2 separate regions of the Rattus norvegicus genome follow, and region 1 is linked to region 2. Evidence: chromatin contacts called from public Hi-C data. All regions are on one chromosome and are shown on one strand. Each heading gives the region's core, a stretch centred on a gene start, on an enhancer-like site or on the middle of the called end of the contact. The rest is flanking DNA. Distances are from core to core; before and after follow the strand shown.

Region 1 (6,252 bases), core at 531-3,030, 190 kb before region 2:
AGAGCCCCTGTGGAAAGCCACCAGACAGTGATGTCCCCTGCAATTTTCTGGGAATATCCCTACATGTCTGTTCATCTGTCCCAGATACCCCAGGGCTTCTTCTTAGGTTTGCCGTGGTGTGCGGGTATTATAAATGTGGCAAGTTCGAAGGGGCTGGGGATTTAGCTCAGTGGTAGAGCGCTTACCTAGGAAGCACAAGGCCCTGGGTTCGGTCCCCAGCTCTGAAAAAAAAGAACCAAAAAAAAAAAAAATAAATAAATGTGGCAAGTTCGAAACCCAGAGTGAGCCCTTTCCCTGTTTTCCGCCATTGACTGGTTCGAAGTTTAGAAAACAGAACTCAAGACTAGGGGCTGTACCCTGTTTTAAAAGTCTCTTTTCCTATTATTTGGTTCTTACCTCCTAAATTGAGTGAAAACAAGAGGGAGGTTGAAAGAAAGGATTGAGGCTCTCAATGAATATGAGGGATCTGATACTTCTCACGGGCCTGGGTGACTTAATTTCCTATCTACAAGTGGGCTTAACACCTCATTGTAGCATAAGCAACACTGTAGCGAGTGCTGAGCCTTTGGTGGTTCTTGTTTAGATCCTTAGATGGTTTCATTCCCTGTGTGGCAACACAGTTCAGGTGCGTAAGCCATCTCCATTGCGTCAGCTTCCAAGCCAGCCTGAGATTCTTACTTAAACTCCTTGCTCCTGCTTCGATCTTCAAGAACAGCGACAGAAGAATCTGCATCAGTCACAAGGATGGGCTGTATGCTGTCTATAAAAATCGTTGATGTAGTAGAAAAGATCTTCGACCTTCAGTTAGCACCCTTTCAGAAACAGTCACCCGGGGTTGCTTCCATTTGCTCACAGCAGAGTGCACTATCTTGAGCATGCCCAGTAGGCTGGACTCCGCGTTACTTGCCCACACAAATCATTTCGTGTAAACACGATCATTAGTGTTCTCCCCTAGTTCTCCATGTTGCAGAAGAAAGAATGGCCCAAAAAGACTGTGGAACTCACCCAAGAACAAATAGCTTCTTGGCCACAGAACTGAATTCTCTGTCTGGCACTTTCTGATTCGGGTCTCTGCCTCCAGAGCAGCTGGGGGGGAGGCGAGCAGCAGAGGAGGTCTGAATCAAAGGATTGTGGAAAGGCGATCTGAAAGAAGGGTGCCTGGGAGGAGGATGCAACTTTTTCTTCCCCTGGTTGTTGGTGGGAAGCATTCCCTGGACTTGAAGAGAACGCTCTGGTTCTCTTTTTTGCTACACAGAAAACCCAGACCAGCAAGTTTCTGCTTTCTTGGAGCTCTATTTGAGTCTTTCCGCAACACAGAGGTGGAAAGGGCAGGTATTTGGGATGTGATTACTGCCTCGGGTAGTGGAATCTCTTGTCTGGGATATGAAGGACTGAAGGGGTGGCTAGATGCCTGCTTCCAGTTCTCTTATAGAGAACTGGGAAGTTTTCAGTCTTTCGGAAGTGGCCTGTGGGTAGTCAGATGTGGTCAGGCTGCAAGGCTGCTTCTTCAACAAGATGTTTCCTCCTGGCCTCTCCAGTAGCCTTATCCTAAGCCCATTTGGAAGGAAGGTGTCTTTACCATTGTAGCCAGGGTCTGTCTGCCTGCATATCTGCTGAGAAAGTTCCAGGTTGCAGGGCTTGAGAGCATTTTAAAAAAAAAGTTTGACAATGCTGTGTACAGGTCACACTTGATGTTGGGGTATTTTTTTATTAAACTCTAAATATTACAGTCTAAGATGTGTATGTCCTACATTTAAAAAAATTGAGTTTTCACAGGGGTTCAATATGACTTGCCTGATCAGGGTCACCCCGTGTAGAGCCAGGACAAGCACCCTGGTAAGAGCGATTTTACCAGATAACACTGAATTCAATCCATCGGGACACGCAGGGGTTGGGGGTGGAGGCAGCATTTGGGCTTCCTTGCCTGCCGCATTGCTCCGCCCCCAGGCTTGCTCTTTGTGGACGGACCGCAAGATTCCCTGCATGAACCGGAGCCCTAAGCAGGCACCTTTAACCTTGAGCCTGCTCGCTAGCGACCTCCAGAGGGCCAGGATGGTTTGGGACCGGTATGATAAAGCCCTCTTCTAGTTTTAACGACTCTATTTGCATAACGGAGACCTCGCTTCCTCCCGCCGGTCTGCAGTGCTTTTCTTTCCTCCTTCCCGGACCTCTGCACCCACATCTGCCGGTCCCTCTCTGCTCCCCAGAAGATCCCTTCTCAAGGGGACTCACTCGGAGCTTGAGTCCCGGGCTCTTCTCCCTCGGCCGGGTGAGGTCCGGAGGCACCTGGGGGAGCGGAGTTGAGCACCAGGCTGGGCTGGGGAGCCGCCCTGGCACTGCCCGACCCTAACAAAGAGAATCGGGCTGCGCGCCGCGCGAGCGCTCGGTGGGCTCCGGGGCCGCCGCCGCCTTCCCGGCTGAGAGCGCCGCAAGTGAGTCGGGGCGAGGCGGGCCACGGGCCGGGAGGAAGAGTGCAGGGTTGCGCAGGGAGGTATTCCGTGTTGCGCCGGTGGGAGTCGCCGCCCAGGGCTGGGGATGTCTGTCGCCCGTCCAGGGGAGGGACCGCCTTGGCCTCCCCTGGCAAGGCAGCCTGCGCACCCATAACAAACCCACGTGTGCGGGGCCGCAGGAACCTACACCACCGCGTCTGTATTGTGTAAGGCGTTGCCTTGCAGAGTGTGGGTCCCCTTAGATCTTGCTCACCGGGGTTACAGATCAGGAAACTAAGTCTGGTGGAGGGAGAAGGAGTGCAGGCACCACAACAAACGCACGTGTGCCCCGCCAGGGATCGGGGCGCAGCCATCCCTGCTGAACCTCCTTTGGGTAGGTTATTGTTCCAACGGGTGCGGCGCTTGGAGGCCACCTACTGCTGGGTGGCAAGAGACGTTTCGCCTCGGTGCCCTGTGAAGGGTTGGACTAAACCTGTAGATTTTTAAAGGGGAAAAAAACCCCCAAACAAACAAGAAAGAGTCTACAAAAACTCCCATCTCTCACCCCCAAGTATGCTTCACCCCTTGGCACGGGTTTTGAGGTGAAACGGACAAGTCCTCGCCTCTTCCCTGAGGTTTTCTTAAGAGTCGTGGGTTGAACTAAGGGTCTGTAGGAACCCTTCTAAAACAGACCCTGCCCGACACACCATTGTCCCCATGCTCTGGAGACTGCCTCTGTTGGAGAATCTCGAGCGCCTCCCTAGCCTGCTGAAAGAATAGTTCATTTTAACTAAATCCACCAGTGAGGTCTTGGGTTTCGCTTGCTCTTCGCCTGGGCGCTCCCTGTGCCTAGACATTCCTGGTGTCACTGGTTCCTCTTCACACAAGGCCACCCAGGACCCCTCATCTAGACCGGGGCTTATCGGAGGCACTCGCAGAGGTAGGTCCGCTGTTTGCTGTGCCTTCCCCTTTACTTTCATTCCGTTCACGCAGCGGCATTTTTAGCGTAGTGAGGTCTGGGCTTGTCAGCCCTGAGGATGAGTTGGGGATCGGAAGGGGGCGGTGAATAGATCCTAGGCGACTTGTGCAGGAGTGACAGCATCTTACCTATCTGATGCTTCACCTTGAGTAGTCCCTGTGGAGACTAACCTGCCACTGAAGAGAACTAGAACCATTGTTATTGAAAAAGGTCCAGGCGGCAGCTAAGGAACCTTCTATTTCACTGGCAGGAAGCTAAGGTCTGAGAGTTCAGCCCCTTGAGTGTGGGTCTTCCAACTGCTCGGCCTGCATCCAGAGGATTCTGCGGTTGGCTTAAAAAGCAGTAGCCTTAGGCAGAGCGGAGTGAAACAAAGAAAATAATTCAAACTGGAAGCTGCACCCTTCCATTATGACTTTCAGGAGTTCTCTGCTTAGTGGAGAAGAGAGAGTTGGCATTTCCCTACTTCCCAGCCTGTCCTGCTTCATAACTTTGCTCTGCTCTCCTGGCTGCCCCCTTGTTCTCAAATTGAACCTGGGCCAACTATAGAGGCTTAGATGTTTTGCCTGCGGCGCTAAGAAGCCTTTGTTCCGGCAGAAGCAGAGGCTGTGGACATCAGCCCTGCTGGGAGGAAAATGTCTCTCGTAACCCGCTGCTCCTGAGCCCCTCACTAGAGAACGAAACAGTGTTTTCATTGATTTGATTTAATTAATTTATCTATTATTTAGGAGTCCCGTGGAAGTAATTGCTTTTTGTGTTTAGCAGAGAAGCAGGTCAGTTTCTCCAAAGCTAGCTAGCTGTGGTCTGCGGCTTTTCTGTCCATCCTCTCACCGCCTAGGTGTGTTTACGTTCCCCTTCATTTCCAGGCTGTTTAACTTCGTAATGTCAACGTACAAAACCGCAGCTCTCAATTTACAGGAATAGGAGGAGAGAGTGTATTCTGGAGCCACTTTGAGTGACCGTGGCCTGGGAACACAGATTTAGGTTATCCCAAAATCTATGTTGCAATGTGGAAGCAGCTTCTTGCAATGTTGAGTTTTCCTGAGCAGAGAAAGTCGAGAGTTAAGGAAAGTTTAGAATACATTGGCAGGTGTTGGTATGTGCCACCAGAGAGGCAGGCACATAGAAATTTGGGAAGCTTTTCTATAGGGTCAAGATTCTAGCTGGTGGTATTCTTAGCTTGAGACTGGTTGAAGGTAGTTTCCTGCTAAGTTAGTAGATTCTAGAAGGCTTTTTATATGTTGTCAAAACATATTAGTTCCAACACGGGAGTCAGGGTTGGGGGGTGGGGCAGGAGCTGGCTAAAGAATGGACCAGGATGAGGGAGTGGTGATGGAGTGGGGTGGTGGTGGTCCAAGAAACGGATGTTCTGAAGGACCAGAGCTTAGCCCAAGATAAAGTAATTAGCCTCTGGACCTGCAAAATTCCAGTCTCCAAAGTACTGTAATTCTAAACAGCCAACCAAACTCTGCAGACTGGGATTCCTTTCTGAAGTTTCTGTTCCCAGCCAGGTGAGGTTGTCTCCTCAGGATGGAAATGAAGTTGAGGCTCCCTTTGTTTTCACGTGGGAAAACTTTAAGGACCCGAGAAGAGAAATTACCTGCTCCCTAATACACAGAAACACAGTCAACCTGCTTTTAGTGTCCCTTTTTGCGTCAAAGGGAAGGTGTTGCATCAAACAAGTTGTCGGTACCCCAGAGTAAAGTCAAAGTTAGGTTGCTATAACAACACCCTTAAATCCTAAAGGATTTAAATAGGTTTGACTTTCAAGCAGAGGAATGGGTGCTGAGGGCAGGTATTGTGATTCTCAGGATTGAGAATCGCTTTGCCAAGTGGCTCATTTCCCTCTTGTTCTGGGGAGCTGCTTTGCAAATATTTGCAAAGCAAAGGACAGAAGTCAGAAGACAGAGACTCCACTTAGCTATTTACTGTGGTTGACTTCTAACCTGCCAGTCTGTGCCCTGGCTGTCCTGGGAAGTAGATGCTGCTGGGGGCCGTAGGGTCTGAGGAGGGCATGGGCTGTAGTTCACTGCTCATAACTGGCATTAGTGTGTGGCATTCCTGGATAAGAAGAACTTGAGAAGTGAAACACCGTTTTTTTTTTTTCTTGCTTGTCTGCATGCATTCTCAAACCTCATGATAGCACTCTGACTCCCATAGCTGTGTTTCTATAGGCTCATTTGCAAAGCTAACATATTCTGCAATGTTATTGTTCTGTATTAACATATTAGGTATGGTTTTACTAAGCAATTACTAAAAAGGTCATGTCACATTTCATAATCAAAGTTTTCCAGTTATAAGAATGAGACATTCCCACTGTAGAACATTTACAAAATGCAAAAAAGGATTGAGAAACAGAAATAAAAAAAATTCCACTATCCCAAACAGCCATGCGTTATCTGGTAATTTGGTTTTTGGATTTTGTTTAAAACAAAACAAAACAAAATATATTTATTTATTTATCTATCTTGATGGCTTTTTAATTTCAAAATAATATATAATAACATATAATATACAATGTATAATATATAATATGCAATATATAAAATGTAAAAAATATAATATATAATGTAAAATATAATATTATATACATAATTGCTTGTCTGCATGCATTCTCAAACTTCGTATTCCCACAGTTGCATTTCTATAGACTCACTTGCAATACTAATATATTATATATATCATACAATATACTATATTGTATGATATATATAATATAGTATATATGTATAGTATATATATACAATACAGTATATTGATACTAATATATACATTATATACAAATATGCATATATAATATTATATTATTAAATACATTATTAAATACAATTATATGAATATAAGATA
Region 2 (6,269 bases), core at 130-2,629:
GCTCCTCCTGCCTATGAACCCTATCCTTCCTTGGTGTTATGGAGAGAAGGCTTCAAGAAGAGGGGTAATTTTTCCTGAGCTTCCCCCTGGATAGGGAGCGGTGTATCCTGTTGTTGAGGACCCCAACGATGCAGGTCAATTTATTAGACAACATGTTCCTCTGAGTTTTAAGGAGTTGAAAAGCCTGAAAGAAGCAGTCTCTGCTTATGGTCCCATTGCTCCCTTTACTTTTGAATCTTATGTTATGTCCAATTTGACTCCTGGAGATTGGCAACAATTATATAGGGAAGTGCTGTCTAGGGGAGATTGTCTCATATGGAGAGGAGAATGTCTGGAGTAGTGTGCCCAGACAGCTTGGATAGATGCTGCTGTGGGATGTGGGGAGGGACATCTTACATGACATGGGAGTTGTGGTTACCACCCTACCAATATAGAGGATGCTGTTCCTCTGATGTTAAGTGTTGGTGATCATGGAATGCTTTCAGCCAGACCAAATACCAAGTATCTCCTGAGCAAACACCCGGTGTCTCCACCGAATGACCTCTTCACCTCCTGCTATCAGAGTACCCTCGTCCCTCCTTCCTTTGTGTTTCACAAAGGTCACTCCCCCTACCTGAAAGCCTTAAAAGCTGTAACGCTCACCCCAATAAAGGAGACCTTGACACGAAAAAAAAAATAGAGGGACTTGTAAGAGCCTCCTAGGTTTGACCCCTGCTGAGCCCAGCTGATGCATGTGGAACCGACACACCTGGGCCACACCTGGGCCACACCTGGGCTGTGGTCAATTCGCTCCTGCCTTTTGCTTTCTCAGCCTTTGTCCTTGAGATTTAGGCTGGTCTTCTCGGATTTCTCCCTAATTAATTTAGGTCTCATAGTCGGTCTTTTGTTACCGAAGTCACGAGCCAGGTAGTCACGAGCCAGGGTTTCCCACTGTGCTTCCCAGATATTTTCTACCTGGAGACTTGGGTATATAAATGGTGAATAAAGCTACAGGAGTCTCTCTCTTTCTCTCCTGGCTTGACACAAATAACCTGTGTGTGTGTGTTTCTTTAATCCCACAGGCTTTAGCCCGATTCTCGGTACCGTGTTGGTGCAGGCATGGGGCACTGACAGTTAAGACGGGGGTAGCTTTTAATTCCACTGCCTCTTGGAATACATCTATCACCTTTGAAGGTTCCCTTAAATTTGAAAATAGTAGGTTTAGTAAAAATTTTAATATCTCTTCCTTCACCTATGTAAGTCCTCCATTTTTCTTTGTGGTTTGGAATGGTACTAATGCTGGAGATAGTCTTGACTATTCTTCACAGGGATATGTGAAGCTGCTGGGGACCAGAGGACTCTGCCCAGGTTGTGTGGGTCCTAGGCATAGTTCCATTGCCTGTTAATCATTCAAGAGAAAATCAACTGATCCTGACTGTCATAAGAGAGACTTTGGCATCAATGCTGTTATTGGCACCTTCTCCTTGGGCATTATTGCTCTTGGAGCTGCCCTTGTCTTTGTGTTTTTGCTTTGTCGCTTGGGCAGAAAACAAGCCCAGAGCCAAGGGGTCAGTTGACAGATAATGTTATTTTTGGTGGAAATCAACCCATCTGCTCAGATATGATTGATGCATAAAAATTAGGCAGCCAAGGATGGGTAAGACCATGGGTGTGTCTGTCAACCTAAGACAGGGGGTCCTTGAGGCCTGGGTGGGCTGCCCAGTGATGGGTAAAGCAGATACTGATGTCCATGAGTCACCTAAGACAGATGCTAATTTATAAACAAAAAAGAGGAATTGTTGGGTCCAGACCCCACCCCTATGGGATGAATTGCTCTGCCACTTGTTGCCCAAGGCTTTATTCTGAGAATGAAATCATTTCTGTGTTCCTATTTTTATCCTTAGAATGTAAACTAGTTTTTCCACTGTGCTTCCAGGGTTTTTCCACCAAGGGCTAGGACTGTGTATATTGTGTGAACCTCAGTAACGCTTTGGCATTCTCTTAGCACAATTGACTCGGGTCTGTGTTTTCTGTTAAATCCCCCAGGCCTACGCCTGGTTCTTGGTACCGTGGCAGTGTAGGTGCTGTCATGTTATATTCTGATTATAGTTTTCTCTGCCCCTACACCTCCCAGTTTTTCCCCACCTCCATTCCCATTTGGATCCACACAGCCATCTAAGGAGTAATAATAAAATAAAACCAAATTGCAATCTATTTCTATGTGTACAAGAGTAATTTGTGGAAACATGTGCACGCACGCACGCACACACACACACACACACACACACACACACACACACACACGCAAGCATACACCAGAGACAGAAACACCAGTGAAATAACAAGGAAGACAAGGGGAGGGAAAACAAAGTCAAGGGGAGGCCTGAGGTCTGAAGAGGGGGCAGGGTAGGACAGACCTTGAGAGGAAAAGGGGTTGCAATGTTTGAAAAATGTCAGAAAGATGCTCATGAATCAATAGAATTAATACCGTAAAAAGAGCCATCCTATCTAAAACTATCTACAAATCAATGCGATCCCCACCAAAATTCCAACACAGTTCTTTCCAGAAATTGAAAGGGAAAATTTCAGCTTCATATGGAAACAGAAACCCAGGATAGCTAAAACAATCCTGAATAATCAAGCCAAGTCACTGCTGGATGCATCACCATCTGCAATCTCAAAGTACTCCAGAACTGTGGTAATAAAAGTAGCGTTATTGACACAATATCAGACACATAGATGGATGGAATCAAATTGAAGGACCAGTCATAAATTCACACATAAACAGACACCTATTTTTTGATTAAAAAAAACTAGAAATACACATGGGAAAAAGACAGCATCTTCAACAAATGGCGCCGTTGAACAGCTGCATGCAGAAGAATCCAAATAGATCTACACTTACCACCCTGCGCAAAACTCATCTCCAAATGGATCAAAGACATTAAAATAAAACCAGATATACACTGAACCCTATAGAAGAGAAAGTGAGGAACAGCCTTGAATTCATTGGCAGAGAATAATTCTCTGGACAAAAGACTGATAGCGTAGGGACTAAGAACAGCAGTTAATAAATGGGGCATCACAAACCGAGAAGCTTCTGCACGACAATTTGGCCCACAGATTGGAAAAGATTTTTATCAGCTACATAGAAAACTTGATATCAAGACAACAAACAACCCAATTTTAAAAATGGGCTACAGGTTGAAACAGAGAATTCTCCAAAGAAGGAACTCAAGTGGAGGAGAAACAAGAAATGTGCAACAGGGATGGAGGGATGACTCAGCAGTCAGAGCACTGGCTGTTCTTCCAGAGGTCCTGAGTTCAATCTCCAGGATCCACATGGCAACTCAGAACTGTCTATAACTATAGTCCCATGGGACCTGATAGCCTTTTCTGGTCTGTAGATGTACATGCAGACAAAACTTCTGTATACACAAATAAATGTAAGGGATGTTCAATATCCTTAGTCACCCGGAAGATACATATCAAAACTACTTTGAGATTTTATCTAATACCAGTCAGACTGACCAAGATCAATAAAACAGGTAACAGCTCCTGCTGGAGAGGATGTGCAGTAGGTGGAGCGTTCCTCCATCACTAGGAGAAGAACATTTATAGTCACTATGGAAATCAGTGTGGTGATTCATTAGAAATATGGGGATTGATCTACTTCAGGATCCAGCTATACCACTCGCAGGCATATACCCAAAGGATGCTTCATTCTACTACAGAGACACTTTACATAGTCATCATGGTCAGAATCTGGAAACATCCTAGATGTCCATCAATAGAAAAACAATATACACATATATGGAATATATATGCACATATGTACAATCTAAATAAAGTTCTCAAATCTCTTGTTGCAGGGATCCAGGTCTGCTTACACAACCTCTGTCACAGGAATGTTTCAGGAATGTCAAGCCCACTTACACCCTCCGGGACACCTAGCCAGTTGTCCGTTCTTATCACTTTTCCAGCTTCTGTCTCCAGCTGTCTGTTCTTATCAGTCTATACCTGCAATTTACAGTTTAGGGATATATAGGGAGGGTGGTGACAGTGATGGATTGGTCCTGAGTCCTGGGTGACCTTCCTGCCTGCTTGTCTTTATAAGCCTCTGTTTTTAATTAAATTTGAGAGCTTGATCAGAACCTAGACTTGCTCTCCTTCTTTGTGCCTCCCAGGTCTCCTCTGAACCCCCGCAGGCCGGGGCATCTTGTCACCAGCGAAGCTTGGGATTGTGTTATGTCAAGTTGAGTTGTTGGCCAGAGGGGTCCTATGGAAACCCCAAAGAATCCAGTCTGATGCCATGACTCTAGGTTGTTCTCGAAAACTGACAGCAGGAGTCTTTTGCTGAAGACACCATGTATACACTGAACATGGAGAAGTTGGGCTGGTGCCTACCTAGAGCCTTCATCCCTATGTTCTAGTGTCTTTGGTATAGAAAAGTGGTCTAAATGCTACCAGAAGAGAAACCTTCTGATCTACAGTGGTGTCCTGCCTGTAGGATATGCTAGGACAATGGTGGCACAGAGCTGATCTGACTTATGGTCCACTCCATGAGATGGAGCCCAGACCTGACACTGTGTGGTGTGGGAGACCAAGAATTAGAGACTAGACAGCCCAGGGACGTAGGGTAAAATAAAATACTACCGTTAATAATAATAAATAATAATAATAACAATAATAATAAAGAAAGACAGACTCTTAGTGACATTTGCTATACTCATAGATCAGTGCCTTGCTCAGCCATCATCAGAGAAGCTTCCTCCTGCAGCAATGGGGAGACCCACAGAGACCCACAGCCAGACATTATGTAGTGTGAAGGGCTTTGGGACCCTCAGCCACAATGAGTTGTGTTCATCAAGTTCCTCTCCTCAGGGCTTTGGGAATTCTGCTGAAGAGAAGGCAGCACGTACGAACCAGAGGTGAGGGAGGACACCAAGGAAGAAAGGTCTTCTAGAAATAACAGCTCTGTTGCACATATGAACTCACAGAGCTTGGGGTGGCTTGCACAGGGCCTGTGTGGGTTTGCACCAGATGGGATCTTTTATTTTTATTTTTATCTTATTTTTAAAATATATTTTATATATAACATAAATAACAGTATATAATATATTCTTAATATAGACTTTATATATAATATTTATATATAATATATTCTAAGCATATTATATATTATAATGTATAAATAATGTTTTATAATTTTTAAAATATTATATAATTTTGTATTATATTTACAAACACACACACACAGACACACACACACACACACACACATATATATATATATATATAAATTTATATGCACACTCTTGTCTTGTTTTTTACCTGTAGGTCCATTGCACACATAATATGGCTCTAGTTTTTATGAGATTCCTGAGTGTGGGAATGGGTGCATGGTGAGTCTGTCACTCTATATCTGTTTTTTGTGCCTTTTCTTGGGCCTTTTTCCTTCTGTTTGTTTTGTCCTATTCCAATGTATTATTTTTTTGTTTTATCTTATTTTTTATTACTTAATTTTAATGTAATTTTATATTATTATTAGTTTTATTTTATTATTTCTTAGAATCCTGTTTGTTTTCTAATAAGAAACACAATCCTGTTTGCTTGCTTTCTCTCTCTCTCTCTCTCTCTCTCTCTCTCTCTCTCTCTCTCTCTCTCCCATACCCCGAACCCTACCCCTGAGACGTAATTTCTCTGTGTAGCCCTGTTTGTCCTGGAACTTACTCTGTAGACCAGGCTAGCCTTGAACTCAGAGATCTTCTTGCCTCTGCCTCCCTACAAGTGTGTGCCACCATACTCCCCATATCTATTTTTTTTTTTTTTGGTTCTTTTTTTCGGAGCTGGGGACCAAACCCAGGGCCTTGCGCTTCCTAGGTAAGCGCTCTACCACTGAGCTAAATCCCCAGCCCCCCATATCTATTTTCAGTTAAAATAATATAAAATATAATTTTATAAAAAAAGATCTGGGGAAAAAAAGGAAAAAGGCTGCGAAGGTCATCATAGAAAGGGGGGATCAGCAGGGGACAAACGGAGACGGTGGTGGGATCGTAGGGCCTGGGGACAGCAGATGGAAGGGCCTGAGTGAGACAGGGTAGGCATCTTGCTGAACCTCAGCCTGTGAGGGGAAGGGATCCGGTGTTGATCAAAGCAATGATCAAGGCTGCAGCAGAGTTCAATATTTCTCTAGGGTGTGCTAAGGGTGGGTAATTTTTTACTGAACATAGCCACTGTTGCAAAATATGTGTTTTCCTTGTGTCTTCAAGCATTCTGACTTTGAAGTT

Evidence for each region. A called contact is a pair of places that touch in the nucleus more often than the background predicts.
Region 1: a contact with region 2 is called in a Hi-C map of kidney, with 2.4 times the contacts expected there. The contact joins the promoter of St6gal1l here to the enhancer-like site in region 2. A contact is called at or near these places in 6 of 12 Hi-C or Micro-C datasets (Schwann cells, frontal cortex, kidney and 2 more) and 1 of 1 datasets of contacts at active chromatin or transcription factors (oligodendrocytes).

The regions. Positions count from the first base shown.
Region 1 is chr11:91,153,794-91,160,045 of GRCr8, reverse strand. It overlaps St6gal1l (ST6 beta-galactoside alpha-2,6-sialyltransferase 1 like), which reads right to left and starts at 1,780. Exons shown (of 3, transcript XR_010056331.1): 1 at 397-1,780; 2 at 186-221. It also overlaps a transcript of St6gal1 not described here.
Region 2 is chr11:90,961,576-90,967,844 of GRCr8, reverse strand. No RefSeq gene overlaps it. Among named protein-coding and RNA genes, the nearest start is that of Rtp1, 35 kb to the right of the region's middle. Within about 2 kb of position 1,379, at least 2 of the 93 cell types and tissues checked have an H3K27ac peak or open chromatin away from gene starts, as enhancers often do. A contact at or near this core is called in kidney, where this site is marked.